4 separate regions of the Mus musculus genome follow, and regions 2, 3 and 4 are each linked to region 1. A link is a contact called in public HiChIP or PLAC-seq data. All regions are on one chromosome and are shown on one strand. Each heading gives the region's core, a stretch centred on a gene start, on an enhancer-like site or on the middle of the called end of the contact. The rest is flanking DNA. Distances are from core to core; before and after follow the strand shown. Region 1 has its middle 210 kb from the start of Gm31870. Region 2 has its middle 16 kb from the start of Camk1g. Region 3 has its middle 44 kb from the start of Camk1g. Region 4 has its middle 29 kb from the start of Gm31753.

The links. HiChIP or PLAC-seq counts read pairs in DNA pulled down with a chosen protein or histone mark.
Region 2: a contact with region 1 is called in a FOXA1 HiChIP or PLAC-seq map of pancreatic cancer cells. The contact joins two enhancer-like sites. A contact is called at or near these places in 2 of 39 promoter capture datasets (embryonic stem cells and stem cell-derived epiblast-like cells), 1 of 15 datasets of contacts at CTCF or cohesin (the NIH/3T3 cell line), 4 of 484 Hi-C or Micro-C datasets (adipose-derived mesenchymal stem cells, embryonic stem cells, muscle stem cells and 1 more) and 1 of 115 datasets of contacts at active chromatin or transcription factors (pancreatic cancer cells).
Region 3: a contact with region 1 is called in a FOXA1 HiChIP or PLAC-seq map of pancreatic cancer cells. The contact joins two enhancer-like sites. A contact is called at or near these places in 2 of 115 datasets of contacts at active chromatin or transcription factors (embryonic fibroblasts and pancreatic cancer cells).
Region 4: a contact with region 1 is called in a FOXA1 HiChIP or PLAC-seq map of pancreatic cancer cells. The contact joins two enhancer-like sites. A contact is called at or near these places in 1 of 15 datasets of contacts at CTCF or cohesin (the NIH/3T3 cell line), 2 of 484 Hi-C or Micro-C datasets (cortical neurons and myocytes) and 1 of 115 datasets of contacts at active chromatin or transcription factors (pancreatic cancer cells).

The regions. Positions count from the first base shown.
Region 1 is chr1:193,866,265-193,873,312 of GRCm38.p6, reverse strand. It overlaps the pseudogene Gm21362. Among named protein-coding and RNA genes, the nearest start is that of Gm31870, 210 kb to the right of the region's middle. Within about 2 kb of position 2,407, at least 27 of the 459 cell types and tissues checked have an H3K27ac peak or open chromatin away from gene starts, as enhancers often do. A contact at or near this core is called in pancreatic cancer cells, where this site is marked.
Region 2 is chr1:193,382,469-193,389,516 of GRCm38.p6, reverse strand. No RefSeq gene overlaps it. Among named protein-coding and RNA genes, the nearest start is that of Camk1g, 16 kb to the right of the region's middle. Within about 2 kb of position 3,311, at least 29 of the 459 cell types and tissues checked have an H3K27ac peak or open chromatin away from gene starts, as enhancers often do. A contact at or near this core is called in pancreatic cancer cells, where this site is marked.
Region 3 is chr1:193,411,072-193,418,119 of GRCm38.p6, reverse strand. No RefSeq gene overlaps it. Among named protein-coding and RNA genes, the nearest start is that of Camk1g, 44 kb to the right of the region's middle. Within about 2 kb of position 4,594, at least 33 of the 459 cell types and tissues checked have an H3K27ac peak or open chromatin away from gene starts, as enhancers often do. A contact at or near this core is called in pancreatic cancer cells, where this site is marked.
Region 4 is chr1:193,446,719-193,453,766 of GRCm38.p6, reverse strand. No RefSeq gene overlaps it. Among named protein-coding and RNA genes, the nearest start is that of Gm31753, 29 kb to the left of the region's middle. RefSeq lists an enhancer at 3,582-4,438. Within about 2 kb of position 4,031, at least 113 of the 459 cell types and tissues checked have an H3K27ac peak or open chromatin away from gene starts, as enhancers often do. A contact at or near this core is called in pancreatic cancer cells, where this site is marked.

The DNA.
Region 1 (7,048 bases), core at 1,158-3,657:
ATGAATCTTCCAATTCCTGCATCCCTTTCAAGCTGTCTCCACCACCTCATTTTATAGATGATAAAGTAACAATCCTCCAAAACTCCAGAGAAAACAACTAAAATTATCAACAGGATGTATGAAAATGAACCAGAAAGACTAGAATAATCTGCAAAGAAAATATTAGGAGGGGTGTGTGCTTAGACTCCTTTAAAAGAGCACAGAGTGTGAAAGATGCTGTGTCACATGACGAACCTGCCAGCTGTAAGAGATACCCAGGTGAGGCAGGAGCTAATGCTGGTGTCTTAAAAAGGAAAACTGAAACTAGCAAGACTTGATGCTTGCCAATTTTGAGTCTCATTCTTTCCTCTCCTAAAGATTTATTGGAACTTGCTTTATGTCAATCAGTTAGGTAAGCTCTTATGTACCCAGACAAGATAAGACACGTCTCTGCCTATGACAGTAGGTTTCACTGAAGGGAATGAGAGCTACAGAAAAGTAGGCATGAGATAGTTACAAATGTGGTCCTAAGAGAATGGGGTTAATGAACTTCACACTGAGGTGACATTTGACCCAGACACTGAAGAATGGCTGTGGTTATGTCATTAGATAATGAGCAACAGAACATTCTAGACAGAGAAAAGCTTGAAAAAACAAATAGGGTGACAGAAACCAGTAAATATAAAGGCATACAAAGATAAGAGGTAGACTTAAAGGGGTTGTTCCTGCCCAGAAATAAGAAGTCCCTGGAAGCAAGACTCAGGAATTCATAAGTGAAAGGGCCATTAGCATCTTGGGCAGTGAGAGAACATGATTAGACTGGCATTTTAGAAATACAGCTTAAGCCAGGCAGTGGTGGTGCATGCCTTTAATCCCAGCACTCGGGAGGCAGAGGCAGGTGGATTTCTGAGTTTGAGGCCAGCCTGGTCTACAAAGTGAGTTCCAGGACAGCCAGGACTATATAGAGAAACCCTATCTCGACCCTACCCCCACCCCCAAAAAGAAATACAGCTTAGTGTTGGTTACCCTATGGGACTCATGTGACCTAGGCAAGATCTTTCTGCATTCAAAAATGATCTCATGAATTAATAAATTGTAGTAAATTAGAATACTTGACGACCCCAGCCCTGCTGAGGTCAATGACTTTAGAACACTATGACAGAGTAACACGTGTGCTGGTTTTATTTTTGCTGGGTTGCAGGCAGGGCCTGTGGATTGTGGGTAGAGTTTGCTGCCTTACTTGATCAGTTGTGGAATAAAGTCTTCATAGACTGGAGAAGTCTATGAGCATACTAAACACAAAGACAAAAACTGGAAGCTCTTATCCAGAAGGAAAGCATTCTCTTCTGCCTACATTGAACTTTTGTAAACTGCCTGATCTTTGCCCAGCCTGCCTTTCTTACCTGTGAGGGGTATGGAGCTGCTATTTGGAATCTGTCAAAGCTGTAGCGAATATGGAGGGCAGCATAGCAAGGTCAGGGAGAAAGAATCTAACATTTGACAGAGGCTGACCCCCGAGTATAGAGCAAATCATTTGGCTACTAGCTCAGAATGCATTTTAAAAATACAACAAATACAGGTTTGGGGGAGTAAAATATAATGGTCATCGACTCACTTCTGTTAATGTTTGCAGAAACGGGTATCACACCTGTCGGTAAAATGTATGCTGAAAAGGTGCTGAAGAGATTATTAGCACACCAAGAATTTTCACACCCAGACTGGAGATTGGGAAAGGAGAAGTAACAAGATTTAGGGAGGAAATTTGGAATAAGAGGCTGAGTGAGACAAGATCAAAGATGTTTTGTGAACACAAGTAAGTCACACAGAACCAGCGGGAAACTATTCCCAGTGATATTTGGGGATATTTGTTTGTGATTATCCTATCTTTTAAAGAAAGATTTCCTATTCACAGCTGCCACCATTTTATTAGGATACCCCAAAACTTGAAACTTCCTGATATCTGAATTAGTCTTTTTCTGATTACACACACACACACACACACTCCCCAAGTCTTGCGATTTACTTGACTTAGCTCCCAGTTTTAAATGCTCAGGCATGATGTCAAAATTAGTTTAGCGTGACCTCAAGGCATGGAAAAAAACAAAACAAAACAAAACAAAACAAACAAACAAAAAAAAAAAAACCCCAGAAAGGTAAAGAGTGTCTACAGTGTATCCTGAAGACAGCCTTCACAATGACCTAAAGGCTTCCCACTAGATCCTACTTCTTAAAGATACTCCCATCCCTTTAGCACTGCCTTGCAGGGAAACAAGTTCCCAACACATACAAGTTTGGGAAGAGTGAAATCTGATCCAAACCACAGAAAAGACAACATCTTAGCCAAGTTTACTCCACTGTTGCCAGCTGGTCTCCCTGACCTGGTTTTATACTCTTTGCCCTGTGTTGCTCCTGCTTTGGTATGAAATATGTCTGACTCATCATATCACGGGGCACTTGGGAATTCAGGCCTCCATGCGTGTCACTGTTGAGATGTGTCAATATAAACAAAAGAATAGGAATAGCCAAGAGCTAATAAAATGATTTTTTGGTTCTCTAATGATAGCAATTAAGTCAGAAGGATTGCTTCAAAGCACCTTAAAATTCCTAAAGGACGGGGGCTGGTGAAATGGCTCAGTGGGTAAGAGTACCCGACTGCTCTTCCGAAGGTCCGAAGTTCAAATCCCAGCAACCACATGGTGGCTCACAACCATCCGTAACAAGATCTGACACCCTCTTCTGGAGTGTCTGAAGACAGCTACAGTGTACTTACATATAATAAATAAAAAAAAAAAAAATTCCTAAAGGACAAAATTGCTCTGCCCCAAAGGCTGTGAAGTAAGATGAGCAGTTGCCTAACTTTGAAAAACATGCTACTCGCATTAGGAAACACTAGTCTTCCTTCTTCCTGCTGCCCTTGGAGTCAAGGAAAGGACACTTTGCTTGCTGAGGAAAATACTAAGCAGGTGAAACAGGTGATCCAGCAGGTCTTCCACAGTGGTAACTATACATCATCTAAATTTTCTAGAGCAGTAAAGTAGACTAACGGAAGATAAAGGGGTAAGGGAGAGTAATGGGCTATGTCAAGATATGCTCAAAATCTATTATATACTTGTATGTAACCCAATATAATACACAGTGACAAATAGAGCAGCGTGGTTAAAGGGCATGTTGTCTAACCTTCTGTGATACCTGGGTCTCTGTCTGTGGCTTCTTACTCATGTTACTGTACTATGTGCAAGTCTGGAAGACACAGAGTGCATATCAGTGCACACACTGCTAGTGGTGTTTGATGTCTGCCACTTTAGGAACCAGGAAATAGCCATGCAATGATCGTCAATTAATTTCTTTAAATCACTTTTTATCAGCAGACGAATCTTTGCAGGTCTATAAACTGCTACCACTTTAGGCAAAGGTAGTTCTAATTCTCCATTATTTTGCTGTAATAGACCTAGTGATAGCATTTACCCTACCAAGGGGCACCTTTTCTGCAGCCTAGCTCTGCACATGGAGAAATAGGCATTATAAAGCCACTCTGATCTGGCTCTGCTCTGTCCATCCATATATAGAGCCTTTGGTGCATTTAAATTGCTTTTTGCAGCAGTTGAAGGGATCAATAGCTCTTAGACTCTTTAAGGAACGAATAATATACAAGATGGACATTTTAAGCTCTTTAGAAAATATATTCATGAGGTCATCCTGTTTCCCTTGGTACCCAACTTTGCTAGTGACATTTATTAATGTTTTTGCAGCAAACAGGAGGTGGAGTCCTCTAAAGGCTCTCGTCTCTGTTCTTCCAGAAAATATTGATTTTATTACAAGAATTGGGGGTTGGGCAGTGTTAGAAAAAAATAGATGCTCAAAGAAAAAAAAAGAAATCTTACAAAGGATAACTTAGCTCAAAGCTGGCTTGACAAAGTAACATTCTCTAAATTGCTTTGTACCACTTGATAGAGACAATTTCTTCTGATTTTCCCTTTGAACAATTTCATACCCTTTATGAGAACTTGCTTTAAGAATGTTATGTTCCTAATGGTAATACAGGACTTTCCACTGAATCTTTGTATTGGCGAGAGAGGACAGCTTCACACCGCCACAGACTTGGAAAGCATTTGAAATTCCAATTAATTAGGGTTAATTAACTACATGTTTGGTAAAACCACTCTGAGATGCCAGACCGGGGGGAAAATAACTGCTACTTGATAGCTGCTTTAAAGAAAAGGCTGGAAACCATGAGAAAGCTCAGTCTGACTCACAGAAGTCTGGGTGTATTGGGGTGTGTGATTAAGTTGGAAAGAAATCAAGTACTGGGATGACTTTCCTCCAAAAGGGGGAGGTGATTAATTCTGTGGACACTCTTTCATTAAACTGATATCTCATAAGACTTCAGACAATAGAAATGTGGCTGGGTGCGTAGGGCCTGACTGGTTAGAGGTGAGGTCCTTGGGTACCCATGTGCCCATACATATTGGAGACAGAGGTCCCAGGTGCTCTAAGGCACTAAAAGACCACAGTAGCAAAGGCAAGCCCTGCTCCCTTTCCCATGCCTCTGACAGACCTGAGCTGATACTGTAACATGTGGCTCATAGCCCCAAAAGGGTATTATCCAGTCCTCAAAGCACTTTTGTCAATGGATGGTACTATTTAGGAACACTTGGAGATGAATTAATTTTTTAATGAAAATTCAGTTACTGAGATTTTGTTGAAAAAACATTTCCATTTGATACTAGTCAGCCCTTGGGAGTCTGCAGGAGCCCTCTCCAGGCCCACTATCCCTCCTGCAGACGTTGATTTTCTTACTATTTTCGTAAACTCACATTCAGAATAACATACCTGTGTGCAGTGTACCAACAAGGCTAAATGAACGGGTGTCTAAACATTGGGTAGCCCCTTGTCGTAATGTATGGACCAGCTTTTGCTGCCCACCATCGTCCTCTTGCTCTTCTTTCTGACAGTGTGTCCAGACTATTGGAGGACCTCTTTGTCTTCAAGGTTTCCCAGTCTCACTAAATTACTTTGAAACCCCCAACTGTTATGAATAATAACACATTATCTAACAGCCTCTGTTGCTCTACCATAAAGTCTCTAACTAGGTACACAAGATAACAATCCCCACTCTTGTGTCCTACAATGGCCAGGAAAGAGAAGCCTGAGTACTGTTGCTTAGAAACCAGTGTGCATTTGCAAATCTTGGTGCAGCTACCAGCCAATCCCCTTTAGTTGCTTCTAAGACAGCCACAGTGCCAAACATGCACCAAGAAGCCCTTTCCTAGGTAATCACTATAACACATTTTCACTCTCCAGATTCATACCTCTTCATACAGGTTAGAGTCGTGCTTTATTAATTATACTTTATTTTAAACACTTAGTTCACTTTATTTTTCTTGTATAAAAACCCTTATGTGGTAATAACAGCTGGATCCTGGGTCTTCTGAACAGTCTCTGGTGTGGGTTTTCACAGGATAATCAATGAATTCCTGATAAGGAGCATTGGTGAACAGTCTCTTTTCAGAGGTTAGGGGTCAGGTAGCTGTAGGTTTTGGAGATGACATCAAAGGTGGCCTTGGCAAAGTTGCCCAGGGTAGCTGTGTATCCCCTGGCTGAAGTGTAGCAGTCATCTATACTGGGGATCATTAGTAGCTTCTTCAGTACAGAGGCAGAGACAATGCCAGTGCCTGTGGGGCAAGGATGAGACTGAGAAGTTCCAGCACAGAGCCACTGCGATCTGTGCCCTTGCATGGGACAGCGTGGGGCTTGCCAATCATGTTCCCCAGTAGCCTCTCTGCACAGAGATGATGGAAAGCTTGGCCAAGATTGTGGCTCCTCAGATGGCATGGGTACCTCCGTAGAGTACTTAACACCAAGACCAGTGTGATCATCGTAGTCACTAATAGTGACCAAAGCCTTGAACCTGGTCCCCTGGCCAGCCCAAGTCTGCTTCCTTACCGGCATGATCTTCAGAACCTCATCATTTAGGGATGTGCCCAAGGGAAAAAAAATCAATAACCTAAAATTCCTTAATGGGCAGGGAGAATAGGTAGATCTCATTCAAGGACTTGATCTTCATGTCCTTAACCAGGCACCCCTGCTTGGTGAAAGGCATCCACTCCTTGTCTTTAGCTTTACCTCCACAAGCCACACACCCTCAACCAGGGCCACAGTCTTGACCAGGGTCACAGTCTCAACCACGACTGACCACAGGGCCCTAAGACCAATGCTGAATCCTCCAAGGAAGCTGCAGCAGCCCCCTATTCCTGCCCCCTCCCCCAACCTCCCATCCCCACTCCCTATCCTCCGGGTTCTCCCACTGCACTGTTGTCATCCACCATTTAGTGTTTCCGAAGAACAATTATTAATTATACTTAATATTTTTTCACCAGCTGAATTGTGAGCTCAATAATGGTAGAGAACATCATCATATGCCCATATGACATATTCAGTATGAGGGAACGCCTGGTGTATGGAAGCTACTCAATAATACATGCCTGACCATATTGAAATATGAAAGACTCCTCAGACAATTACTAAAGAACATCAAAGAATGTCCTCGTGGCTCAGAGCTCAGACTTTAGGTACTCAGCCAAACCAGAGTATGAACCTCTTCCATCCTCTGGAAATGGCACTCCAAACCTAAGTCAGATCACACTTGGCGAGAACATCTTATTCCCACAGGTCACTGAAGATGTACTTTTTTTTTCTACAAAGATTGGCTCTGTTTAGAAAATGCCAACCATCTTATATCACTGAAGTAATTATTCCCAACTTGCCTCAGTGGTTTTTTTCTGTGATGCTGGTTTTAAGATTGTTGTAAATCTTGTGACATCACTGAAGAAGTAATGTCAGTAGAGAAGGAAGAAGGAGGAGAGCAGCGAGAGGAAAAAGAGAGAGAAGAAGGGAGGAAGAAAGAGAATTACGAGCTTGTTGATTCTATTTACTATCAGGATCCCTTTAAGTTCTCTTTCTCTCTGTACTACTGAGAGTTGAACCTAGGATCTCTTACATGTCGCCATAACCTTAGGCCTTATTGTCTCTTAAAGGGGGGAGGAACTGGAAAATTATCTAATATTTTGGT
Region 2 (7,048 bases), core at 2,062-4,561, 480 kb after region 1:
GGTGGGATACAAGGAAGGACTTACTGAGAGAAGAGGTAGGCCACTTCACTTCATATGAGTATGGCTGATCTCTCAGGCCATGGGGAGACTCTGAAACTCATTTAGAGTTTCAGAAGATTAGGAAAAGACACCCACAAATTTCTGCATGCAAAGCTCCCCTTGCCCAGCCTCACACTTCAGTCTGAGAAGGAGATCTGCTTGTCGGAATGGCCTTTACTAGAGAGCCCAGGAGGCACCGCTCCCACCCTGGGAAGGAAGTGAGGGGAATATAAAGCCAGGAAGGAAGGTGAGATTATCCAGAGAGGGTCCAGGGGAAAGCACACAAAACAGGGTCCATACAGCTGCAACTTTACAGCCAGGTATCCACCCGACTCACCCAGGGAACTAAGCCAGAACAGGTGAAGACCAGGGGGCCACCACAGTACAGGGTGCATGGGTTGTGAAAAGATGCTTTCTGCTGCATCTGTGCCTGAATGTGCATCTGCTGTGGCCCCAGGAGGGGAGAGAGGGAGAGAAGAGGAGGGGTAAAAAGAAGAGGGGAGGGTGGGTAGGTGAGTAGGTAGGCGTGGGGATGGACCTGTGAGGAGGACTGGGACTCTGTTCACCATGACCGACGTTGTGGCTCCAGAAAGCTATGCTGAGTTACTGTTTCCACGGAAGAGCCTCTGAGGAGAGTGGGCAGACAGTGTGGCCAGTGCTGGCTTATGTCAACTCTACAGAGCATATCATCACAATAATGCCAACAGGAAGAAGGAAAGAACAAAAGAAAGTCTGTCCGTGTGTGATAAAGACAATATGCTCAATAACTCATGCAGGCTTTCTTTATCCATCTGTTTGTTTTCACTAACGGGTGTCCACGTGCACACAGACAAACAACCACAAACATTAAATACTCCGTCTGGACATTTCTAAACATCTGGATGCTAAACAGCACGTTGACCCTGGCTGACTGTCTCAGAGCAGCAGTCTAACCCAGACTGAGGACCAGGACTCTGCCTGTAGACAGATGTGCAGAAAAAGCCCAATGTCCTTGTTCCAAATCACCTGCACAGTGCTAGGGATGTCTCAGTTTCCACTTTGAGAAACATGACCACATGTCACACCAGGTGCAGGAGTAACAGAAGGAGGATTGGAAGCAGGGACAGGCTTTCGAGGAGAGCAAGTATGGGAAGGAGCCAATGAGGGCTCAGCTCAGTGGCAGGGAGGGAACGCTGCAAGCACCAGGCCCCATGGCCTTCCTGAAATGGGGATTCTCCAGCGCTGCCCCTCAGGACACTTTGGACCATCCTCATGATAGCCTGCGATTCAGGAAGCTGTCCCAGGCCCAGGTTCTATGATGTCCACCCCCACCCCTGACTACACACACACACACACACACACACACACACACACACTAGTGCTAACTATCCTGTCCTTATCATCACTTCATAGACAGAGAAGGAAGAATGGAAATTCCTATTCTACAGAGAAAGAAGGACCAGCACACACACACACATTCACACACACTCACACATACTCACTCATACACAAACACACATACTCATACATACACTCATACACACTCACACATATATACATACACATTCACTCATATATATACACACACATACTCATATACACACACATATGTAAATACACTTATAAAACATACAATATGTCTACCTTTTCTCTTTCTCTCTATTCCTCTTTTTCTCTTCCTCCCTCCCTCCTCTCTCCCTACTAAGATCCTTGCTATTCAAAGTGGTCCCTGGTCTAGCAGTGCCAATAGTCAATCTTCTGGGAGGTCTGGGAGCAAAGTCTCAAAGTGATCCATGAACACAGAGATCTTCTAAAAGCCCTACTGTGGCCCCAAGAAAAGGCAGGGAGGTCAGAAAGACAGCATCTGATGTTCCTCCAAACAGTGTCAGGTTGGTAGTTCTGAGAAGGCTTAGTTCAAGGTCAGTGCAGACCCATACTGCTACCTTGAGGTAAGGGTTGAGCTCCGGTCCCCTTCCTTCTGAGCCAGCCCATTGTTGAGGTGTTTCTCTCCAGGACCCAGCTGACAGACTGGAACACAGCAGGCTCAGCTCTGACTAATTGCCAGCAGTTGGCTGAAGAGACATTCCTCATCGAAGCAGCCTCATTAATCTCCTAATGCCAACATAGCCTGGCTAGTGGCAGTCCTCTCTGCTTCCATATCTACATGCTGGCTTCTAGAAACCTAGTGGTAGAAAATGGCCTCCTTCCTGGAAGGGGGCACCCTGCATCTGGTTAAACCAAGTGTTTGCAGAGCTCATCACCAAGTCCCAGAGCCTTAGATGTTTGCCTCCCAAGTGGAGGACCATGTCTGGCATCACTGAGACATCTTGGAGGGGCTGAGGAACCTCAAATAGGACAACCAAAGAAATGGCTCTTGGAAATACTTGCAGGATGTTTGGATATGTGCAGGAGATGTTTTCTAGAAAGCTCTAAGGAAATCCTGGAGAATAGCAGAGCCTTGTGCCAAGCTGCCTTCATCCTCTGGTCATAGTGTGGCAGAGACTCTTCCATTCTGCTCCTCTGGGTGCTGCTACTGTGAGTTTGTCCCCCTGAGATGGGAAGCTCCTACAGGACATATCTTCTCTCTCCTTATTGCTTTGTACCTGGTCCCACAAGCCAGACCACCCACTCTCATGCAGATATGGAGGCAGAGCAGAGAGGGAGGTACATGGGAGATGGAGAGGCCAGGAAGGAAAGGGCCAGTGAGGCAGAAGCTTGGAGGACACATCTTCACAGCAAGAATATAATGGGCATCCAGAAAGATGCTGCCAGGTACAGTGAGGCACCCTGCAATCAATCCCAGCACTCCAGGGAGACCCTGAAGGGTCACAAGTTCCAGGACAGCCTTGGCTATCTAGTTAAACCCTTTCTCAGAAGCTAAAATCAAAACAGTGCAGAAAGAAAGAGATACTTTACTAAACAAAGATCCCATCGCTTGCTGTGGCCACCAAGGTGGGTGGGCTCCCCAGCAGCAGGAAGGATAGACAGAAAAGCCAAAGCTTTATACAGGAAATATGGGATGTAGACGGTAAGTACACAGGTGTCTATCTTCTTTATTGCTTTTGTTCAAATGGACAGACCGGCTGGCCTCTGTCCATTCCAGCAATCCTGCCAAAGCTCTGGAGAGCCAGCTGGAGCCTGGCCAAGTGGTTATTAAAATAGTCGCTGAGGCAACACTGCCCTCTACTGACCACAGGTTGTCATGTCTCTGAAGCCGCTCTGCCCAGCAAAGGGCTTGAGTTAACTTGTTTCCTCTCAGCCTTGTCCTTTGTCTCCCCTTTGCCCCACTTTGTTGTAGCAATCTGTTCAGATTTCCTAGGACTTTACAGACACTGTAAAGAGCGCCATCTGGGACCAGCAGAGCCCAGACAACGTGCCAGGCCAGCCAGTGTCTTTGCTGCTTCATTGTCTTCTAATAGCTGTTTGCTGAGTCTCTGCTGGGGAAACACAGACCTAGGGATATGTGTGGAGCAAAGCTCCAAGCTGCCTTGGTGAAACAGGGGTTAAGACTTGGGGTTAAGACCAATGATAAAGCAAGGAGTGAACTAGTATGCAATGAGCCAATGACTCAGACACATCAGCAACTAGAAACATTTCTCCCTCTGTGTGTGTGTATGCATGTGCATGTGGGCATGTGCATCTGCATGTGTGTGAATGTGGGCATGCGCATCTGTGTGTGTATGCACGTGTATGTGAACATGTGCATCAGCATGTGTGTATGTATGCATGTGTGTATGCATGCATATGTGAGCGTGTGCATCTGCGTGTGTGTATGCATGTGCATGTGAAAATGTGCATCTCTGTGTGTATGCATGTGTGTGAGCGTGTGCATCTGCGTGTGTGTATGTATGTATATGAGCATGTGCATCTGCATGTGTGTGTATGCGTGTGTATATGAGAATGTGCATCTCTGTGTGTGTGCATGTGTGTGTGAGCATGCACATCTGCATGTGTGTGTATGCATGTGTATGTGAGAATGTGCATCTCTGTGTGTGTATGCATGTGTATGTGAGCATGCGCATCTGCATTGTGTGTATGTGAGCATGCGCATCTGCATGTGTGTATGCATGTGTGTGTGCATGTGAGCATGCACATCTGCATGTGTGTGTGTGTGTGCATGCGTATGTGAGCCTGTGCATCTGTGTGTGTGTTGCAAGGATGAGTGTACCTACCCATACTCACACTAAGGCCAGAGGAAGATGTGGTATTGGGTATGGGTTTTGTAGCTTTTGTTTGTTAACTAGGCCAGTGGCCAGTGAACCCCTGTAATCCTCCTGTCTCTGCCACCCCATCCCCCAGCATAGGGTTAGAGGCACACAGGTGGCCTTGTTCAGCTCTTCCCCTTGGTGCTGGGATCTGAAATCAGGAACTCACATTTGCACGTCGAGCACTCTTACTCACTGAACTGTCTTTCCCGGCTACATGATTCATCCTTTAACGGTTACTGATCAGATGTCCAGGTGGTATGTTCAATTTCAGGAAATGGTTGCCAAATATTCCAAGTAAACTGATACTGAATCTCTTTACCAATGGGAAGAAGTATAGAAGAACACCGGGCTTTAAACAGTACCGGCCTGCGTGCATGCAGGTCTCTTAATAGGGCACCTGAGACAAGAGGACTCCCTGCCAATCTGTCTGTCTCTTTCACTCTCAAACTTGAGATGGATCAAAAACTTGTGAGGTATTTGTAGAAAATTTGACTTCTGACTCGACCTCAGCAGTGTAACTCTGCTCCACACAGACACCAGAGAATCCGAGCCAACAGATGTCGGGCTCCTCACAGTGGCGGCTTCTAGCTATCCTGTGACCAATCCTATGGGGATATTTAATGTCTCCAGCAGAAGTCACACCAAACCGCAATCCCCTGCCCACAGTGATGAGCACAATACTGTCCACCCTCCAGGTGGGAGCCCTCAGTGCTGATGGGAGGGATGAAGTGGACAGTGGTGGACACAGGCTGTTCACCACACTTCTTCATATCTGTTTTCTCACAAAGATTCATAGCCTCATGTCGATGATAATGGTAGTGATGGTGGTCGTGATGGTGATCATGGTGAGAGTCATGGTAGTGATGATGATGGTTAAGATGATGAGGGCGATGATTAAGGTGATGATGATGATTTTCTGATGGTGATGATGGTGGTGGTGGTGATGATGATGATGGTGATGTTTACAGGTGACAGCTATTGCTTATTCTTTTCTAATAATAGTGCTCAGTATTGTTTTAACTTTCAAAACAACCTTGTATGGTAAGTGCCATTTACAGCTCCATTTTAATTTCATGATCGCTATTGAGTATATGGTAGGAAAGGTCACGTGTGGCAGTCAGAGGACTTTAGGGGATCAGTCCTCTCCTTCTACCTCTACACGGGTCTCAGGGATTGCCAAGTTTGCACTGCAAGCACCTTTCTCTGCTGAGCCGTCTTGGTGACCCTTTTATAAGTGAGGAAACCAAGGCACAGCACAGATGTCGCTTGCTTGGATCACAGAGTCAGTGAGTGAGAGAGACAGGGTTGTAACCCAGCCTCTGGCACTAGAGAGCACCATGATTTTGGCCACTGCCCAGTTCCATTCCTGTGAAATTACTTCTAATTTTTCAAAGGAGGCAGGTCTACCTTCTAGATAAACCCAAATATTGCAATTATGAACAGTTCCACAGAGAAGGTGTCTGCACTCAGGTCATTGTTTAAAGGGAGATCCAGTTCATATGAGACAGTCTTGCTGACGCCCTAACAATGGCTGAAGACCCCTCCAGGTATTGTCTGGTCACCTTCTCCACAAAAGTATAATATTCCTAGCAATTTACCAGACAATAAGTAGAGAGCACAAAACATTTCTTGAATTTTCCCAAGGAGTTGCCTCCCTGGTCACACAGGTCACCTGTAAATGATGGCCCTGGAGCCTTCTCATTCTCCCTTTCCTCCCCCCTTTTCTCTTTCCCTTCCCTGGGGATTCTACCTGGGGATACGCTGCAAACTGGGCATCCTCCCCCAAATCTAACCTCTCTTTCACTCTGCCTGGAGAGGAGACATAAGGGTGAACCCCTCCTCTCTTTCTCTCTCTCTCTCTCTCTCTCTCTCTCTCTCTCTGTCTCTGTCTCCCACCCCGTCTCTCTCACATGTTCCCATACACTCTCTCACACACGTGCACACACACTTTCTCATGTTCACACTCACAGACGGGTGGGGGGAGAGAAAGAATATACAGACACAGAGAAAGACAAAGACACAAGCGGGGAGTACCCTGCCCCACAGTGGCAGCCTTCTGTAACTGCAAAGAAAATGCAAGTAAAAACTATCTCATCAGTGGCTCAAGCCCACCCAACAATAATATATTTTTTTAAACTGAAAAGTGGAATTGGGAAACATAAATGTGGGGAGAGGACCTGTTCCTGGGCCTTGGGCTTGTATTTTGCCCTTGTTGCTGGAATGAGTGGAAGTCCAAAAACAGGTCACTGGCTGAGCTCTAGATGGCCAGCAGAGGGCTCTGGTCCTGCACTCGGAACCTGAACTGCCATCCAGGCTAGCCATCCCTTCCTTGAGACCTCTGAGAGCTTCTCATCTCATCAGGAGGGGTCTGCTAATCCAAACACAGAATAACTCATGGTCCTTGTTAGCGCACCTCAGGGAGTCAACCATTGGCTTCCGGTGTCGCTTTTTCCTTGGTACTCAGCCTCCCCATTTCCAGGTTTTCTTGTGAAAGTCCAATCTCCTCGAAATCTAGTTTTCATTTGTGCCAGCTGTTTGTTTGTTTGTGTTTTTGTCAACCGGACACAAGCTAGGACCACCTAAACAGAGGGAACCTCAGTTGAGAAAATGCCTCCATAAAAGCGGCCTGTGGGCAAGCTTGTGACGCGCTGTCTTAGCTAATGATTGACGTGGGAAAGTCCAGCCCATTGTGGGTGGGGCCACCCCTGGGCTGGTGGTCCTGGCTGAAAGAAAGCAGACAGCCTCCGTCTGAGATCCTGCCTCCGGTATTCCTGCCCTGGCTTCCTCAGGGATGAACTGTGATGTGAAACAATAAGCTGACA
Region 3 (7,048 bases), core at 3,345-5,844, 460 kb after region 1:
GTGTTTGTGCCTCTTCCAATTTGGAGTCCCTCCTCCTCTGCGAGTGTCTGGCACCCCTCACTGACCTATTGACTTGAAACCCTCTGTAGTTCATTCCACAGTGAGGTGGGCAGTACAAAAGCCTCAAGGTCAAGGTCCTACATAGACAAGTCTAGAAAGAGTGGTCAGGCTGGAAGCCTGCAGAAGGAGGTCGTTGTTGCTGATACCCTGACACAAAGGAGCCTGACTCCCTGGACTCCAGGCTGAAAGAGAAGGCTGAATATGTACGAATCCATGAACTAAGCCAGGCCAAAGCCACCACAGGTGTAAACAGTACTGAGAAGCAGTCTACTGAGATACTGTCTGTGTTCCTATAGTTATAAACTTAAGCACGCATCCTGACATCCTGACAGGACATGCATGTGGAGACTTTGTCTTCCAGCTCCTGATTGGCAATGGTTTTACTGGAAAGCCGTAAAACCTCAGGATTTAGGGACTTTACTGTCCCAAGTCCTCTCTCCTTAAGCCTCTGGGTGAACCGGGAGAAAGGACATCACAGTAATATGTCCTTTCTTGTTTTGCCTCTGGCCATGCCTCTGATCAGCCAATCCTCTTAGCCCCATCTCCCACCAGATCATTTGTATGGGTTAGCTCCCTCTTCTGAGAACACCACCCACAGTGACTCTGTTTAGGGTTAGGAGCAGCAACCTGCACCCACCAACCTTTGAGTAGCCTCACCCCTTTCCAGGACCTCCTTGCAACCACCTGTCTTTGAGTAGCCTCACCCCTCCCCATTTAGCTTTCTACTCTCCCATCATTCTAACCCTTCCACATTCAAGTTCTATTAGATTGACTAAAAGCCTGGTGTGGGTTCTGTCTCCCTAACTGAAAGGTACATTCTCAGTAATTTGAATAAAAAGGTATTTAAATGGAAAGGATGCTGGGTTATCTGCAGGACCTCCAAGATCTTTGAGTAGCCTCACCCCTCCCCACTTAGCTTTCTACTCTCCCATCATTCTAACCCTTCCACATTCAAGTTCTATTAGATTGACTAAAAGCCTGGTGTGGGTTCTGTCTCCCTAACTGAAAGGTACATTCTCAGTAGTTTGAATAAAAAGGTATTCAAATGGAAAGAATGCTGGGTTATCTGCAGGGCCTCCAAGGGTATGAGAGGCTATGCAGCAGGATGTAGAGACAAATTTACCCCTACCCCACCCTAGAAACTTCTGTGAGGATGCCACTGAAACTGCTCCCGCTGACTGCTGGCCTCTAAGGACCACAGTGCCAGGCTACCATCACAGGACCCTGGGTCCTATCTCCGTGGCCTAGTAAACCAGCTCCCAAATCAACCCCAGGTTCTATCTGGCTGGTTGGGTCTATTTATGTATTCTAGTCTCATCTTAGAGGATGAGTCCTGGAGAATATGACTTCTCACAGCTGAGTCAAGTAAGATTGTAGATCAGAAAGGAGATCTGATGCCCAGGACACCTAAAAAATAATACATTTTAAAACTGTAAGTATTTGCTATAGACATAAGAAAAGAAGTCGGGGCTGGGTTATAGACTTGGGGGGGGTCAATATATAAAGAGTAAAATCTCATCAGTAACAATGGGTCCTTTCTGGCAGAGATCTTAGAACTCTGTGCAAGAGCTACAGGCTATGGGTATAATCATCATGCCTGGGATGCTGGGCTGGCAGCAAACCCAGCTATAATTGCAGAGGTTGGTATGGCCTCCTACCTAGAACTGCACATCTACCCAGCTAGGGATGCTAACAAGGTGTTGGAGTCAATGCTGGCCCTAGTCAGAGAGTAAGTAAGGAATGGCTTCTGAATGCACTCTGAGATTCCACAGAGTCCTAAATCTGGGGCCTTTTACACAGCTCTTCAGATGAGAATGGACCTAGCACGAGTTCACCGATGTTCTACCCACATCTCTTACTTAGGCTCCAGGTTCAAAATTTCTGCACTGCTGCTTCCAGTAAAGGGGACTTGATGCCTGTCACTTCCCACCACACAGCTCTCCCATTCCCTTAACTACTTGTAGCCTTTCTTAAAAACTGACACCTTCTCCTGATGGATTCCATCTCTAACTCCCTGTCAAATAGCCTGCTTTCTCTCTTCATTTTCCAAGACTTTATCCACATCCATTAGGCTGGAGAGTGGATTTCATTATGATCATTACCAATGTGGACAGGCAGCCAAGATTTAATATCTGTTGGTCAATAACTGCTTTCCTATCTAATCACTCTAATGGCCATTTAGAGGGGACTGTGACCTTCCCATCTTCCTAGTTTCCAAGAGGGGCATGCTGACTCTAACAGAGGAGTCATAGGTTCTGGCTATCTTTAGACCCCTTTCTCCTGAATAAGTATAGGGCATGTGTAGCCAAGGTAAAGAACCAGAGGCCTACAGCTCATCTTCCAAGACTAATCTCTGCCTGGTGCCAAGTGGAGCCCTTTCTGACCCCAGCATTCTCTCTTGTCTGGGTGGTCCACATATGCATTTTGTTCATATCCTTTCTTACCTAGGAAGATTTCAGACTCTCTAAGAATAGAGCTTTCCTTGATGAATCAGAGAGGCAGAAAGGGGATGGGGAAGGGGGCTGAAGACCTTGCACTGGAGTAAACAGGGGTTCAGAACACTGGCCTGGGTGTGGAGGAAGTATGGGGTATATTCCCTCTAAGGTGAGATTGGGGTTCCTGATCCCAGCCATGAACTGTGCCAAAGTAGCTGCAGGAAAAGCTGGTGATGGGGAAGGGGAGGGAGAAAGGACTGAGCTAAGAACAAAGGTAATATGTAACTACAGGTATTTAGGATCTGGCAACAGGAATCAGCCATGATCCAAGACTGTCCACTCTCAGGGAGCCCCCAAGCAGTGGACCACCAAATTAAGGAGATACGGGGAATATCTCAGGGGGAAGCATAGCTAAACTCAAAATCAGAGAGAAGAAGATGAGATCTGAAGAAAGACCTGTTCTTAGAGAGTGATCGCTGAATTCTTAGCTGCTCCTTCACCCAATACCACACAGGGACTTCTCCAGGCTTCAGAAAGGACCCTGCCACCACCAGGCTTATCCAGGCTTTCAGAGAGGACCCTGCTATTATGGGGTAATTCTCTAAGCTTCAGAGAGGACTCAACTCTGACACCACAGGGGTTTTTCCATGCTTCAAAGCTCTGGGACCTGTCCTGTCCTGAGTTTGGGGGACCTGCTCTTCTCCAGTCCTGAGTTCTGGGACCAGTCTTCCTCAGAGCTGGTCCTAGATATGCATTTAACCTTAGGCACTGGGAAATTGAAAAATTCCTTACTTTCCAAGCTGTGGAGACTCCAGCTGTGGAGACTCACTGACTCAACTCTGCAGAACCAGAGGCTGCAAAAGTGAGGTGCTGGCTAACACTTCTTAACCCCATAGCACCTGCAGTCCTGTCACGTCTGTAATTGTCACATCTCCAATATGTCAAGTAAACCCAGCTCACTCAACAAGCACACCCGGAAAGATGATAGAATCCCTGCTGGTAACAGCAGGCCACCTTCAGAGTTCATTTAAACTTCCCAGTTATCCTTCCTATCACCTTTGGGCACTCAAAAGATGAAAGAAACAAGGATTAAAGTCTGAGCTTATTAAACTAGAACTTTAAGTAAGTTAATCTCTCAAGGAAGGGGGATTGATAAAGCCAATCCTTAAGATGCCTGTGCCCACTTTCTAACTAGCTCACCATAACTCACCCACCTCACACATCAAGCAGTAGGATCTGACAGCCATTACTATTGACTTTACCTCATCACTAGTTTATGACTAAGGATAACAAGCTGTAAAATATCTATTTATGGCTGGTGGGAAGAACACTCAGGACTCTGGGCACCATGGCTTGGCTCGGCATTTTCGGGAAGGGCTGGCAGACTGTTTGCAGAGCTAGGCACAAACTCTCTTCAAAAGACAGATCACCATATAAATATTTTAGCATCATAGATCACTAACTCTTGAGTCATTCAAAAGATGGATTAAAGACTTGAGGAAGGGGACACCCACGAGGCAGGATGATGAAGGACCAATGGCCTTCTCGTTCTGGCTACTTTCCCTGGACTCTGTTTCAAGATTTTAGTCCATTTTTAATCACTTCACTATCACTTATAAAAACCAATATCAGGTTCCTGGTGGAAGAAGAAAATAATGATTCAAGCATGAGAGTCATTTTCCAATTGATTTCCTTTCTGTCCGTTTCCTTCTGACCTTAGTTGGGAAGGCACAGCCTCACCCTTCAGAAATACCATAACTTAGCCCTTACTCATGGACTTTGTTTAAGAAATGGCTTGGTATTTTTTTCTTATGTCCCAGAGGGCTACATTTCAGGTGGTTAATCATCTTTACAGCCCTAAAATAGTTGGGATTTATGGAAAACATTTAAACTCAATTGGGGGGTGGGGACCCAGACTGTCCCAAATTCAGGGTAAATTTTCACTTTCATTATGGGTGCTAATTTATGGTCAGGCAATGATTCCAAACCCTTGGGGGCTTATATTTTATTATTATTCACCCAGGTTTTATTCTCTGGGTCAAATGAATCATACACTGAATGCCGTGGAACAGCACGGTCTCAGAATGGAACCGCACAGTCTCTACCCACATGCATGATTCAGAGTCTTTGTCTCTGGATATATAAATCCCCTAGAAAGAAGGTCTAGGGAGTCATTGTGATATCTCATTCCCCCTGTGATGAAGATGGCTAGTCCTTCAAAGGTTGGGTTTTGAGGGTTCGGTGCTCCTGGGAGCAGAGCTTGGTTCCTGGCACTGAAGTACCCAGTACCATGAGGAATTACCTAGAGTCCTAGGACTCACCACCCAGCTGTTCCCAGCAGGCTACACCTGCTCTATGAAACACCTGTAGGGGTCATGTCAAGGCTACTACCTGGGGCTGTGAACCTTGACCTCTGGCTTCCCTGATCCTGCCCTTTCTGCCCCTGGAGCCTCTTTATGACAGCCCCCCTTCATATTGATTCTTTCAGTATCTGTCTACTTTAGGAAGCTGAACTGCTCCCCAATGAGATGACCCTCTTATTCTTCATATGTATGTAGCAGATCATCTCTCTCTCTCTCTCTCTCTCTCTCTCTCTCTCTCTCACACACACACACACACACACACACACACACACACACACACACACAGGGTGGGGTGTCAGAGGCAGGCTTCCAGGATGCTGATGTCACTATGTATCGAGACAAGCAGTCAGGAGGTCTATAAGACCAACATTTCCTAAAGAGGACCTGACTGCTTGCTGCACCTGCTCAGTGGCTTCCACAGGCTCTTGCAGGAAGTTGATCCCACTGTCTGCCAGAGGTGAGCTGGGCTCTCTCTTCCACATTCCCCCATTACATCTGACCGCCCCAAATCCCCCAGATCTGCTGAGAGATGTGAGAGAGATGTTAATTTCTGCTTAGGTGTAAGCAGAAGCGACGGTTCAGAAGCTTATCTAAGGGGAGTATCTGTGAAGATTGGAATTACAAAGTTTTGACTATCAGGATGGAAGAACCTACCAGGAAAAGTCACTCTGTGTATTGTTAGAATCATAACAAGTTGAATAAAAACTACGTAAGAAAGAAAGAGACTCATACTTGGCACCTGCCCTGTGTCAGACATAAGCTTCTCACACGATATACTATCTCTAACACTTCACAGAACAAGAATATCATCTCACTTTTACAAAATAGAAATTAAAAATCTAAGCAGAGTAAAAGTACTGCCCAGCTAGGAAACTGCAGATCTGGCCTCTGAACTCAGGCTTTTCTTTTCTCCACAACTCTTGTTTTCTCCTTCAGCATTTTCATGGTGGCAAGCATTCTCTGTCAGCATTTACATGGTGGCAAGCATTCTCTGTCAGCATTTTCATGGTGGCGAGCATTCAGCTTCAGGGGGTGCTTGTACTAAAGCCAGCATTCCCATCCTGAACCGCTGGCTGTGGGTGTGGGATACTTTGCCCCAATTCACTGCTGTCCCTGCAGTCACTTGCCAACCTGGTGAAAGGTGTAGGTTGAGCCTTCCTGAGCGCTTCTTGCCGCTGGGGGAGCATTGGGGTCTGACTACCCCTGTCCTGTCCTAGTCTACCCCTCCATGGGCCTCCTTGGATAAATCTTCCCTCTTTTCCAGGCCCCTAGAGCCTTGCCCTGGCATTCCTGATTCTGCACAGCTGCTCCTCCAGGCATGGGTGCAGAAGGAGAGGCTCTAGGTTTGAGCCCCAAAGGAAACTTCCACCAGACCACTGCTCAGACAACTCACCTGGAAATTTATATCTAAAAAGGAAACTTGCAGAGAGGGGCCAAGGGGTCTGAGTGGTCTTCCTAGTATATATGAGTTCTAATCTTTACTGTGAGCACACATCATCGCTGGGCAAAGGACCTTTAAGCTCTGGACCAAATGTTCATTGTAGTGCCTGGTACCCCAGATGATTTTAAGAGACGAATAAGAGGGCTTGGTCAACAGAGTGCTCATCTGGCATGCATGGTTCAGTCCCCCAACACTACATAAAACCAGGCATGCTGGCCATGCCAATAATCACAGAGGCGGGCGAATCAGGAGTTCAAGGTCATCCTCAGCTACCTACTAAGTTTAAGGCCAGCCTGGGCTCCATGAGACTTGGTCAGAAAGAAAAGAAGGGAGAATGGAAGAAAGGAAGGAAGGAGGGAGGGAGGGAAGAAAGGAAAGAAGGAAGGAGGGAAGGGAAGGGAAGGGAAGGGAAGGGAAGGGAAGGGAAGGGAAGGGAAGGGAAGGGAAAGAAATGACTACTCAAAATAGCCTCATATAAACTCAGAACATTCCAATGGGCTTAGAACCCTCCTTCATAACTAAAAGATCGTCCATTTAACCTTTTCATTTTTCAGTCCTAGAGACTAAGCCCAGGACCTCATGCATGCTAGACAACTGTTTTATCTCCAAGCATCTCCCCACTGACCTCCATTTACCTGGCTCTGAGTTATCCATGGTCCTTGTGGTCTCAGCCTTTCTGACTCTGTTAGTCATACCCCTTCCAAACTGACCCTCAGATCTACTGGGAAAGAGGTCAGCAGCCCTCAGCC
Region 4 (7,048 bases), core at 2,782-5,281, 420 kb after region 1:
GACCAAAAATGTTCTCTCAGTCTTCATCAATAGCCACAGGAAAGGGGAGCCAGGGTGGGGTCAAGATCCACCATGTGTATTGACTTTCCATGACAGGCATCCACGTAGCTTTCAAGAAGAAGGGTGTTTGGAGCAAATTCCACGAGCTCGTATTGAAAACCAGAACATTCTACCCCAAAGCAGACCTGTGTAAGCACTCATGGAAGTCTCCCCCAAGACACTTTAGCAGAGTAGTTATTTTGAGCCTAAGACATGGAAAACAGCCAGGACAGGGAGAGACTATCTCTGAACTCATTCATCTGCCTGGTGGCAGATCTTCCAAAAGGGACTCAACTGCCATCAGTCCTGTCCTTAGAGTTCCACCAACAGGGAGGTGTCCACACATTACAAGATAGAATGTGGGATGTGGCTTAGGTGGTACCTGCCTTGAATGCCCAAGACACTGGGTTCAATCTCCAGTACCATAAATGGGTCATGGTGATGCGTGCCAGCATTCCAACACTTGAGAGGCAGAGGCAGTTCAATGTCATCTTCATTCACCACAAAGCATGAGCTACATGAGCCCCTGTTTCACAAACCTACAAGATGGGGGCCTGGAAGAAACTAGGCATACCTGCTATATTGCTTCATTCATTCTTAGGGCTTATTCATCTTTCATAAAAATCATTGTTATCGCCTATGAGGGCCTATATCCCCATTCCCTACCTGGTTAAGGTGTTATATAAGCCAGAAATGGTAGCACATACCTATAATCTCAGCATTCAGGAGGCTGAAACTGACTTCAAGGTTGATATAGATATCTATACAGTGATGCCATGTTTCACAAAACCACAGAACCTTCAAATCTTTCTGCATGTTCTTTTTCTCCTGTGGTGCTTTCAGGCATGGGATGTTCCAGGCAAATAATTGATGTTACTTTTTTTGTTAACCTGCTTACTGTCTTTTTGCTTCATGAATTACCTGTGTAATCTGGAAGTTTCTCTCCATCTACAGTTCCCAAGTGTTGAAGGGATGACTGAGTGACCACAAAGCTCTCAGGCCAAGTTGAAACGACTATTTGATCAGATTCTCAATGGAAACTCTCCAGGGTGACCTCCTTGCCAGTGTAAATGTCCAGCCTGGTGGGGGACAGAGGTGTCCAAATTCTAACTCAGTCTTTTTACCCTTTAATGGAAGTCCTTTCCCGTGTGAAATCTTGTAAGGGAAACCCAAGATGAAGAAATCAAACAGATTTCTGTGGAGATAGATTTCAAGTATTTAGTAACACTTTAGGTGGAGACCCTGCCTCCTCACCACACCCCTCCCCTCCCAGCCCTTGCACAGATCTCCAGGGCAGAGCATGGAAAGGTGGTGAGAGACTCCCAGGCAAGGCTGAAATAAAGGTTGGCCAAGCCCTGGGAGCTTCGGAGAAAAGACTTCCTGACCAGAGGCAGGGTGGGTGAGGTTCCCAGGATTTTGAAAGGGGTGAGGCATGGAAAAATAAATTAAAATGATTAAATCCGAGAAAGCAAACAAGAACAGAGATATTTAAATAACTTGTTAAGAGATAAGAAAAAGAGCTTTCTTAAAAGACCAGTAAGTGGTCAGAGGACTCAGGAACAGAGTATGCAACCATCCTCTACTCAAAGCAGTGCAAAGCTCTGGGTTCTAAACTCCAGGAGAAAAAAAAAAGGATGCTGCTTGTTATGAGTGGTCCCCAACGTTGGCATCAAAGTCAGATACCTCAGAAAGAACATGGCCTTGTGTGGAAACTGGGTCATTGCTGATGAGATCAGCTAAGGCGAGGTCATGTTAGAGTAAGTTAGAAAAACCATCTTTTTTTCTGGCAGTTGTCCATATAGAAAGAAGAGATGGCCAGGGGGAAGGCCTTGATGGCAGCAGCAGAGTTGGTATTTCACCAGAGGCTCTGGGAGGTGCCTCATGGATGCCTTGATTTAGACACCAGCCGTGAGAGACTATATTCTTATTTAAGCCACCAAGCTGTGAGGCTGTGTTAAGGCAGCCCTTATCAGGCAGAGGGTAGTCAGTGTGTCTGCAGAAATCATGATGGGTGGGGGGAGGGGAGCAGGAGGGGAGGAAGAAGGGGGAGAGAGATTTCAATGGTTCTTATACCAGGATGAATCATCCACTACAGAGAGCTCAAAGCCACAGGGGGTGTGAGCAGAAATTCCCCAAAGAAGAGTGTAATAGAGTTGGGTACTGCAAAGCAGGCCTATGGAGCAAAGCTTTGCCCTCATCCTAATCAAAACCACCTCTGCTCCCAGCAAAGAGAAACGACAGATGCAGTGTGTACCAGAAACATGTTAAAGAGGGGAAGAACCAAAGAATACCTTAGCCACCCAGCTGGCCCAGAGGGAGGGCATCCTAAGGACTCTAGAGTTTCCATTTTAATTCTAGAATGGGCTTGGGAAAATCTAGATAAATTGCTTCCCAGTAAGAAAAAAAAGAGAAAAAGGAAGGAGTTTTCCTGGTATAAGAAACTGTAAGTCATCTCCCAGCACACGTTCTGCCAAAGAGACCTGCACCCATCTAGACCTGGTCTTCCAGAATCCTAGCAAGCTGGGCTCTGAGTGGATGCCAGGGAACTGATGTTCAGGACTCACTCCCAACCTCCAGGACCCTTGGGGCAGAGACAAGCAGTCAGAGACCGAGGGAGCAGGAAGGCTTGCTTCATTCAGTCCTTCTCAAGGAGCCTGCACACACACACACACACACACACACACACACACACACACACATCATCCTGTCGAATAGGGGTGGGCCACCACGTTGCTTAGCTACAGGGGCTCTGTGAGGGAATGTGGCCCAGGTGTATGTACAGAGAGGTTTCCTAACTTTGTCTTTCAAACCACCCCTCACTAACCCCACATGGATTCTCTCATGGATGCTTAGGAAATGTCATTTGTCAGCTCTTCCCCCACCAGGTGGGAGAGGCTTCATGTCATGTTCCTTTATCTTCCCACTACAACCCTCTCCATGGTGCACCAGGGCCATTGATTTTATCTTTGACATTCTCTGCTTGAAACTCTGCTTGAAACATATTTCCTTCGTAGCAAAGCCCACATCATATTCGGCTATGAAACACCCATGCCCAGGAAAATGCCCAGTGTGTCAGAGTTCCTCTTGTGAGGTCTGGCAAACAAGCTGATTAATTAATTGATGAGTTTACCAGTGTTGATCGTTACGAGCTCTTGGAGTCAAGTGTCTGGCGCTTACAGAATTCTGTGACCTGGCACTTTACAGATTTGTAGCTCATCTGTCCTTAGCCACCAGCATACAGGAGGGAAGGAGGGCGTGGGGACAGGAGGAAGGACCTTCAAAGCTCTACGCCCCTAGGCGATCACCTGGGGTGCATCAGTCACTGTGGATAGCTCTCAGATCTTATGTCAGGGAGGCACAAAAGCCCAGGAAGGGAATGGTACATCAGGCCCTTCCATGTTCACCCTGTGGCTGTGCTTCTAAATGAAGGAAAACTGAGCAAGAGAAAAAAAAAAGAAAGAAAAAACCAAAAAAACAAAAAACTTCTGAACTCAGACAAGGTGATAATAAAAGACAACCAGGGTTTTATGAAGATGGCCCTGGACAAAGAGGTAGCAGATGGTGTCTGACTCAGTTCCAATACTTTGCATCTTCAGTGAGGTATTGTAGCCTCTTAGAGCCTCCAAAACTGGGCTAGTAATCCTGCCCTAGGTCCTCAGGTGGCTGCCCAACTATTCTGCCTAACAACTCTGCTACAGGCCCTCCAGCAGCTGCCCAGCCATCCTGAACGACTCTAAAGAGACACCCTCAGGAAATACAAGGCTCGGAATTTTCTCTATCTTAAAGTGACTTCCGGAGCCCCCAGGACAGTTATTTTAGAAAAGGTTGAAAGTAAGTTTTCAGGCCTGTGGGCTAATGCACTTCCCTCCGAAAAGAGTGATTCTTAGAGGCGCTCAGAAGCTGGGAAGCTAGCCATAAATAAGGCTTATCTGGCCTGTCCTGCATTGCCAAAATTCTTTTGTTCTGAAATTTAAACAAAGACAGACCTGATGTTTTACTGACCCCTTGTGGACATAAGAGGAAATGGATTTTTCCGGCAGATTTGTATCTCCTGTCATGACTAAGGAAGCCCAACTTTCAACCTCACTGGCCTGATGGAATCCCACAAACTCTTCCATCATCATCCCAGGACTCCCAACTCCTACCCCAGGCACTGGCAGCCATCTCCACTGACCAGCTAACTGGCACTTCAGTCTGTCTGGAGAGCCACTTGACAGCACAATGCTAGATAAGGAAGGCACTGGCATAGTCCCAGGAAGCCATTACAGCACAGACTGGAGTTCCTTCCCTGCCAGAGACTCTGACTGGAGTAGGGAGCGCTGGGGATCTACATCTTACCAAGCAGCAATTCTGATTCCGTGTATTGTTCTGCAGGACCAACCTGAAAATGTCAACATGCTCAAGGTCCCTCCTCTCAGCAGTGAGGAAATTAAGACATTAAAGGGCTGTTCAGTCAGGACTGCCAATAAAGCATGTAAAAATCAATAAAGTCACACAAGCATGAAGGCCTGGGTTTGGTCTCACACCCAGGTAAAAGTTGAACATTATCCTAGTCTGCCTTCTATTGCTGTGATAACCACCACGGCCCAAAGTAGCCTGGGGGAAGGGGTTTGTTTGGCTTATACATCCTTACCTCAGACTATTATTGAAGGAAGTCAGGGCAGGAACTCAAGCAGGAGCAGGGGCAGGAACTATGTGGGAGTGCTGCTTAGCGGCTGTTCTTAGGCCCACAGTTATCTTACCTTTCTTATACAGTCCAGAACCACCTGCCTAGGGATGGTACCACCCACAGTGGGCTGGGCCTTCCCACATCAATCATTAATCAGGAAAATGCTCTACAGATGTACCCATAGGCCAATTCAATGGAGGTGTTTTCTCAGTTGCAGTTCCTCTCCCCAGATATGACTAGGTTTGTGTAAGTTGACAAAACTAAACAGTACAGGACTTATGATGGGCTATGGTCCCAGCACTGGGTTGGGCCAACAGTTGTGGTGGGCCTATGGTCCCAGCACTGAGGTAGACCAACAATTATGGTGGGCCTATGGTCCCAGCACTGGGGTGGGGCAACAAGAGGATCCCTAGGGCTCACTGGACAGCTAGCTTAGCCTTATTTGTGAGTACCAGGTTCAGTGAGAGACCTTGTCTCAAAAAAAACCAATGTAGGGCTCTTGAAGAATCACACCCAGGATGACCTCTGTCATCCGTCCATGTGTGTGTGTGTGTGTGTGTGTGTGTGTGTGTGTACATGTAATCACAGGTATCTGAGGAGGCCAAAGGCAACGGGTAAAGTTGGAGTTATAAACAGCTTTAAGTCACTCATTGTGGATGCTGGGAACTAAACTTTGGGCCTCTGGGAGAGCAGCTACTGCTCTTAACCTCAGAGCCACCTTTGATAGTCTTTATTCTGTAACCTCTTTATTCTATGGTGTAAGAGGTTACACTGGGGTCTACCAGGAGGCCACCCACCCCACCTTATAGGTGTGAAAATGGAGGCTGAGAAAGATGAAATGATAGGCAACAAAAGGCTTCAAGTTAGTGTACTTTAAACCTGAATGTCCCCCACTGCACCAATCCAATCCTATAACACTCAACCCTGATGCAACTGAAAAGCTGTCGAATTCTACACTATGTGATTCTATAGGTTAAAATTTCCTCTTGCTCTGTGGAATGAACTAAGGCCAAAGCCATGGGTATGCTTTATACCTCCGTGCATATATTACAATATGTCACATGTGATACCCATTTGCTATGCTGCAATACATTCTCAGGGAATCCAGCAAAACCGTAGCTTTAGGGTCTGCAGGCATGCTCGTACATGCATATGTCTGCACGGTCTCAAATATATGCATGTGCACACACACACACACACAATCTATCTTCAGAGAAGGCTCTGAAAGTGCAGATGGTAGAGAGATGACTAAAGCCTGCTATGATTAGACTATCCTGGGTGGTTTTAATCCAAAGGAAGAGAATAAAGAATTCTAAATAAGGAGTGATCAAACATGCAGTTACTTTTGCTTGTTCTCGCAGCCTTGTTAATATTACTGCAAAGGGATTTTCAAAGCACAGGTTCTCAAAAGCATAGAAACAAAATGATACAAGCAACAAAATGTTAGAAGCTGCAAAACAGAGTCGTACCTTAATGACTAAGCAAACAAAATGTTAACCCGAAGCCAGCAGTAGAGATACCTCATAAGTGAGGCAGTCTATACCGACAGTACTACAAAGGCTTGGGGACTCACAGAGCAGACACCACTCTGGAGTGTGAAGGAGGCTGGAACTGAAGACAGGAGGTCATGTCTCACTGAGGTCACATATACTGGTTACTCTTCTCACCCTGACAAGAGGCCTGATGGATAGTATATGGCTCACAGCAGTGGCAAAGGAATGCCACTGGAACACTTTACATCTTAGCAGTTTGGGGGGAAGCAAAAAGGGAGGGAAAGAGGGAAAGAGAAAGAGAGAGAACTCAGGCCCACCATACAGCAACCCACTTCCTCTTGCTAAAACCCACTTCTTAAAAGAAACTCTTAAAACAGTGCTACCAGCTGCAGACTAAATGTGCATCGAACGAAGCCTTAGTCCCCAGCTAGAAGTGGTCAGAGATGCCCTAGTTTGTTTCTCTATTGTTGTGATAAACTTCTCACCAAAAGCAATTTGGGGAGCAAAGAGTTTCTTTGGCTTATAAGTTGCAGTTTGTCTTAGAGGGAAGTCAAGGCAGAAGCTGAAGCCGAGAACACAGAGGTGCAGCTTGCTCTCCAAGACTTGCTCACCTTGCTTCCTTATACCACCTAGGCCCACACTGCCCAAAATGGGCTGGGCCTTCTTCCATCAATTAGCAATCAAAAAGATGCCCCTACACACTTACCTACAGGCCAAGCTGATGAAAGGAATTCCTCGGTGGAGGTTTCCCTCCTCCCAGGTGACTCTAGTTTGCTTCAAGTTGATCAGAATTAACCAGCACCGGATGTAATGAAACCCAAAAGGTGGCAGGTTCTGAGAGGTCTAC